Regions from separate parts of the Mus musculus genome. Here region 1 is linked to region 2. The links are chromatin contacts, called in public HiChIP or PLAC-seq maps. All regions are on one chromosome and are shown on one strand. The core of a region is the stretch at or near the end of the contact, and the rest is flanking DNA. Distances in the headings are between cores, read along the strand shown. Region 1 has its middle 14 kb from the start of Atp4b. Region 2 overlaps Rasa3 (RAS p21 protein activator 3).

The links. HiChIP or PLAC-seq counts read pairs in DNA pulled down with a chosen protein or histone mark.
Region 1: a contact with region 2 is called in a FOXA1 HiChIP or PLAC-seq map of pancreatic cancer cells. The contact joins two enhancer-like sites. A contact is called at or near these places in 3 of 39 promoter capture datasets (hippocampal neurons and liver), 3 of 115 datasets of contacts at active chromatin or transcription factors (embryonic stem cells, pancreatic cancer cells and stem cell-derived neural progenitor cells) and 2 of 9 other capture datasets (adipose tissue and liver).

What each region holds. Positions count from the first base shown.
Region 1 is chr8:13,381,342-13,384,211 of GRCm38.p6, reverse strand. No RefSeq gene overlaps it. Among named protein-coding and RNA genes, the nearest start is that of Atp4b, 14 kb to the left of the region's middle. Within about 2 kb of position 1,396, at least 15 of the 459 cell types and tissues checked have an H3K27ac peak or open chromatin away from gene starts, as enhancers often do. A contact at or near this core is called in pancreatic cancer cells, where this site is marked.
Region 2 is chr8:13,593,602-13,596,668 of GRCm38.p6, reverse strand. It overlaps Rasa3 (RAS p21 protein activator 3), which reads left to right. Exons shown (of 24, transcript NM_009025.2): 6 at 780-860; 7 at 1,262-1,334. Among named protein-coding and RNA genes, the nearest start is that of Gm34795, 11 kb to the right of the region's middle. Within about 2 kb of position 1,623, at least 197 of the 459 cell types and tissues checked have an H3K27ac peak or open chromatin away from gene starts, as enhancers often do. A contact at or near this core is called in pancreatic cancer cells, where this site is marked.

The DNA.
Region 1 (2,870 bases), core at 147-2,646, 210 kb after region 2:
TTTTACTTCATTGGTTCTGGTCTCTTGTTAATAATCATGCTAATTCTTCAGTCCCAACTGACCAGAACCACAGATTTGTAAGGAAAGTCCTGATGGAGTGCTTCCTTCCTCTGAAGCTTCACAAGCCAGGCCTCCATCACCTGCACTGCTCTCAATAATCTCATCTTCCAAGCTCCCACAGAACAGCTCACTGAGTTCTCAACACTCAATGGCTTTTCTACCCAAAGCCCTTCCATAACCGCACCCCACCCCCCACCCCCCCAAAAAAAACCAGCACAGTCAGGTCTGTCACAGCAAAACCCCACTCCTGATACCAACATCTAAGGAATTCTGTTGCTGTGATGAAATACCGTGACCAAAAGCAACTTGGGATAATTGGGTTTCTCTGGCTCACACTTCCATATTGTAGTCCATCACTGAAGTAAGTCAGGATAGGAACTCAAACGGGACAGAAAACTGATGCAGAGGCCATGAAGGGGTACTGCTTACTGGCTTGTTCCTTGTGGCTTTCTTAGCCTACTTTCTTACAGAACCCAGGACCACTAGCCAAGGACCACACCCACATGTGGGCAGGGCCCTCCCTCATGAATTAAAAAAATGCCCTACAAGTTTGCCTGCAGAATCTTTTTTTTTTTTTTTTTTGGTTTTTCGAGACAGGGTTTCTCTGTGCAGCCCTGGCTGTCCTGGAACTCACTCTGTAGACCAGGCTGGCCTCGAACTCAGAAATCCGCCTGCCTCTGCCTCCCGAGTGCTGGGATTAAAGGCGTGCGCCACCACGCCCGGCTCTGCCTGCAGAATCTTATGGAGATCCTCAATTGGGGTTCCCTCCTTTCAGATGACTCAAGTAGGCACAGAACTATCCAGTGCAGCCCCTTTTGTGTCTGGCAGTCCTTCCTTCCCACCTAACACAAAAATTGCCAGCTTGACTTTTTAGGGCAGCTGGCGACATCTGCTCATTCCCAGCTGACACCCACTGCCCCCATTTCCCCACAGACGCCGTGTTCACCAGGTCCCTTGTGTTTCTGTGAATCTAACTTTGGGTACCTTATGTGACCACAGTGTTTTCTTCTGACTGGTCACACAGAGACTCAAGTTTCATCCTGTGTCAGAATTCCCTTTTCAGTCAAGATTTAAAGTCTTTCTGTGTGTGTAGACCACACCTGTCCTTCATGTAACCAGGGCCACTTGGGTTGTTTTACCTTCGTTTTTATTGGTGACCGATGGTGCTTAGATCATGAGTGTTCAACTCAGTCTTCAAGACCTGCTTGCACAGCTTTGCACACACACCAAATTCCTATTTTTAACCCTTTCAGGGGCAGCCCTCCTGTGTTTCCCACTGAGGTGACTCCATTTCCTATCCCTACCAGTAGAGATTCCATTTCTCATATCCTGACCAACAAGTGTGTGTTAGACAGCTGTATGGTGCTATACCACAGGCCTGGGATTAGTCATTCAGTAAAGAACAAAGGTTCACTTTGAGTCATAACTGTGGGCTTTGACCAGGCTCACCCATTGCCTAATAGGTGTCTGGTAGGGCCACAATAGTATGGCAGGGAATGGTGAACGAATTTGGCTCACATCATAGTCAGGAAGCAGAAACAAAAACAAAAACAAAACAAAACAAAACAAAACAATCAAAAAAACCCACGCACAACTCAGATTCTAGGATCCGTCTCAAGGGCAGATCCCCCAAATGGCTTAAAGACTTACCATGAGGTCTCACGTCTTAAAATTCCACGACTTACCAAATTGCCAAACTAAGTACTTGCCTGTGTGGGTCTTGGGCTGGGAACAGGGCTCAGTTGCAAGCACAACTATCTAGCTTAGAAGCCCTGGGTTACAAGCGCAGCATATATAAACTAGGTGTGGTGACACACACTTGTACTACTGCACTTGGGAGTCAGAGGTAGAAAGAAAGGACGTTCATGCTCCTTCAGCTACGTAACAAGTTCAAGGCCAGCCTGGGACCCGGGAGACCCTATCTTAAAACAAAAACAAGAACAAAGAGTAAAAAGACAAGCACCACACCCAGGTAGAAGCTTTAAGGATCCATCACAGATCCAAGCCGTAGCGACTTGCCAGTTTCTGTATTTCCTGCTCTCACGGGTCGTCGTCGTCTGGGCATTATGATGGCATCTCTTTGTGGCTCTAACTTCCATTCCTTGATTCTTATGCTCATGCTTGCAAACCACTCCCAACCTTCACGGAGAGGCGTCCAATCACAGCCTTGCCCTCTCTTCACCAGGCATGCTGCTTGCTGTTGGTGGTTGGTTTTAAGAGTTCTCTCCATGCTACATACTGATTCTCAGAGTTTGTAAGGTATCTCTTTCATTCTATGGTGTGATGACTAATCTCACTGCCAACTTGACTAAAGTTAGAATCACTATAGATAGATACACTTCAGGGTCAGCGTCCAGGCCGATGTAAGAGGAAGCACGCTGAGCACTAGTAGCCATCTCTGCTTTCTGATCATATAAGAGCTGTCAAGTGCTCCCGCGGCCAAGCCTTCACCACTATAATGAACTGTTCCTCTCACAAGCTATAGGCAAAGCTTAGCCCTTCCTGCTTCAAGTTACTATCAGGTGTTATCCTGGTGATGAGAGAAGTCATGGATACACATGGGTTAGCAGTTGTCTGTTGCTAGTGACTTTCAATGCACAGTAAGTAGCCATCCCCACCGGAGGTTTACAATGTTTTCATTTCATGCCTTAATTTTTACTTTATGTGTGCTTTGCCTGCATGTATATCTGTGCATCATATGGAAGTCAGAAAGTATGAGATGCCCTGAACTGCAGTTACAGATGGTTGAGTTACCACATGGGTGCTGGGAATCAAGCCTGGGTCCTCTGCAAGAGCCATCTTACCTGCTG
Region 2 (3,067 bases), core at 374-2,873:
GTTCGTGAACCTTGATTCCTGAAAAGTTGGACTTAGACAAGTGCACAGTGTGGGGCTATCCCTGATTCTAAGCCAGATAAACATGGCTTCTGGATCTCAAGGATCCCAGATTTGGGCTGCAGAAGGCTTGGTGGTTAAGAGCATCTGCTGCTCTTGCAGAGGACCAGCGTTTCATCCCCAGCACCCACTCTTGGCTAGTTCACCAGCTCCGGAGCCAGGGAACCCTTAGTGTTCTTCTAGCCTCCTAAACTTCACAGAGGCTAACATCTGCCTCAAAGGCCAGTATCAATGGAGACGGGAACTAAAAACCAAGAGTCAGCCGAAAGCCTAGATACGGAACTCACAGGCCGGTGTAGGCAAATACTGGTGTCAAAATACATAGACAACCGTGATCCGTCACTGTAGATCTCCTGCCTATAGGCAGTTGTGGGATTCCAGGCTGAGAGCTTGCACTCCCAGGAGGCAAGAGGGGACCCATGAAGGAGTTATGAGTGCAGGCCTCTGAGCAGCAGAGGGCAGTGCTGGCCCTGGGTGACACGCTGGTACTTAGCTGTCTGTCACCTAGGTGCTTTGGAGAGGCTGTGATGGTGGTAGCCAGAGGGCTCGATACCCTAAGACGTAGTTTGATGAAGGCCACCTGCTTGGACCCCTGTCCTTCGGCAGCATTTGGTAACTGCTGATCCACATTCTTGCCAGAACTTGCCAGGCTATAGCACACCTGGCCCGGTAAGTACTGGCTTGGCACATCCTTTCCCTGACCACTGTCTTCTGTGTCTCAGCATCTTCGAGTGCCAGGGTCTCCCCATTGTGAACGGGCAGTGTGACCCTTACGCCACAGTGACGCTGGCCGGACCCTTCAGGCAAGTTGTCCCTTTGATGCCCTGCCCTGCCAGTTTCAGTTCTGGGTTATGGGGGCTGGGGGGTGGGGGCGGGGTAAAGCCCTGGAGCCAAGAGGTTGGCACCTTTTTTAACGGGAGGGCAGGTATACTTTGAAGTAGGATGTGTTTTATAGATTTATAGGTTTATTGCTGTAAACTGTCTTTGTTTCCCGGAAAGCCTTTGTGAGCCTTGTACTGGGTATTTTGGGCTCAGAAAAGGTCCCTGCTTTACATACCATCTGGGAGTGGAGAGAGACAATACTTGCGAGATAAATAAAGGTGGTAAACAACTGTATGCTTGACAGCTTGGTTTCAAACCCATCTGGAGCTGACGGCCATTTTTTTTTCTTTCTCCCAACCAATCCTTCCTTTCTTCACTACAGGTCTGAAGCAAAGAAAACGAAGGTGAAGAAGAAAACCAACAACCCCCAGTTTGACGAGGTGTTTTATTTTGAGGTCGGTGCTTCGGTGGGAAGAACCTTGAGCCTCAGCAGAGACCCGGAGCAAGTCACATGACTGTGTCTCGGGTGCTGTCCTGGCCCAGCCCAGGGAGCCTCGGATCTGGATGGCATTTGGTTCCCTTAGAGATTCCCTCAGTCTCAGGAGACCAAAGCCAAGTGTCTCTTCCTGAGCCATCTGGCTCCAGTCAGAAGAGGCAGATGGAATGGCCGAGTCACAGTTACCAGGACACAGGGTTGGGTTGTTTGGCTTTGAGGCTTGTGCTTCACCACAGCTTCCCCAAGCAGGGCGAGGTTCGTTTCTCCGGAAACGTGAGGGTTTGAGCAAAAAAAGGGGAAGTGATTCAGCCCAGAGCACCCTGGGGCCTCTCGGAACCAGAGCGGGCGAGTCAAGAAGGGTGAGGCTGGAGGCTCCTCTCAGCCTTGGTGCCTGTTGTTTGTGCTTCAGCACCAGGTTTGGGGGGGTTGGGGAGACAAGCAAAGCCTCGGTTCCCACCTTCAGAGCCTACCACACAGGAGGAGGGAAAGGGAAAGATGGAGGTGGCTCATAGCCTCATGTTATGGTGATCTGTCCATAACATGCTGGTCCAACTCTGTAACTCCCTTGCACTCAGAAAAATCGCCACAAGTTTAAAGACAGACTGGTCTACATAGCCACTTTTAGATTAAGGGATGTTAAATAGCTAGACCTTAATTTTTAAGAAGTGTGGGATGCCGGGGGTGGGGGGGTGGGGGGTGCCCCAGTCAGTAAAGTATTGGACAAGCAAACATAGAGACCTGAGTTCAGGTCCCCAAAACCCACTAAAAATCCAGGTATGGGCGTGCACGCCTGTGATTCTAGTTCTTAGGGTGAGGAGACAGGTGGGTCCTTGATATTCATTGGCTAGCCAAATCAGTGAAAAGAAACCCTGTCTCAAAAATAACAGTGAGGATCAGTTGAGGAAAGACATCCTACAGCAACTTTTGACCTACACACATACACACACACTGCACAGATACAAAAACACAGTTAATAGATTTTTTAAAAAAAAGCCACACAGCTTCGGTGGCATGGAGGCCTGCTATAGTGCTGCAGAGGGTGGGGCTTCTCAAGTGTGGGTTCCTGAGTAGCCTGAGTGGGGCTCCTGACCTGAGACTGGTCCTGTCAGAGCCATGGGGACTCTGTAATTCTGCATAATCAAGGGTGCTGTGGGATCAAGTTAGGAGTCAGAACAGTGGACAATCTTCAGAGCCAATCCCATGAACTCCTCTGTAATGGAGGCTAGGTGGAAGCAGGGAGCAAGAGGCCTGAAGGCAGGTCTACGGCCTGAGGGGTGCGGGGAGCAGTGGTGGGGAGTAGTACTCCACCACTGTGTGGCTAGGAAACCCTTTCCATACAGGCAGTCGGAGAGCTCACAGAGCGGGACAAGGCAGTGGGCGCTCACTCCAACCGCAGGCTCTCCCGCTATGCATGAACTTGCGGTCAGAAAATATCAGTTTAGTAGGTTTTGAAAATCAAAGCCAGCAGTGTCTGTCCTTGTCTGAGGCCCCTGAAGTACCTCCACTGGGCTGTTAGGGTATGGTAGGAGCGAGGGCAGACTCTTCTAAAACCATATCTGCTCTGGTGGCAACCTCATTTCTACCGTGTACCTACCGTGTGAGACCCTGCATTTTGGCGCTGTGTGTGGCCAATTTACTTGCTAGAGACATGAGCTCCAGCACATAGGATTAACTCAGTGTCTTGGAGAAGCT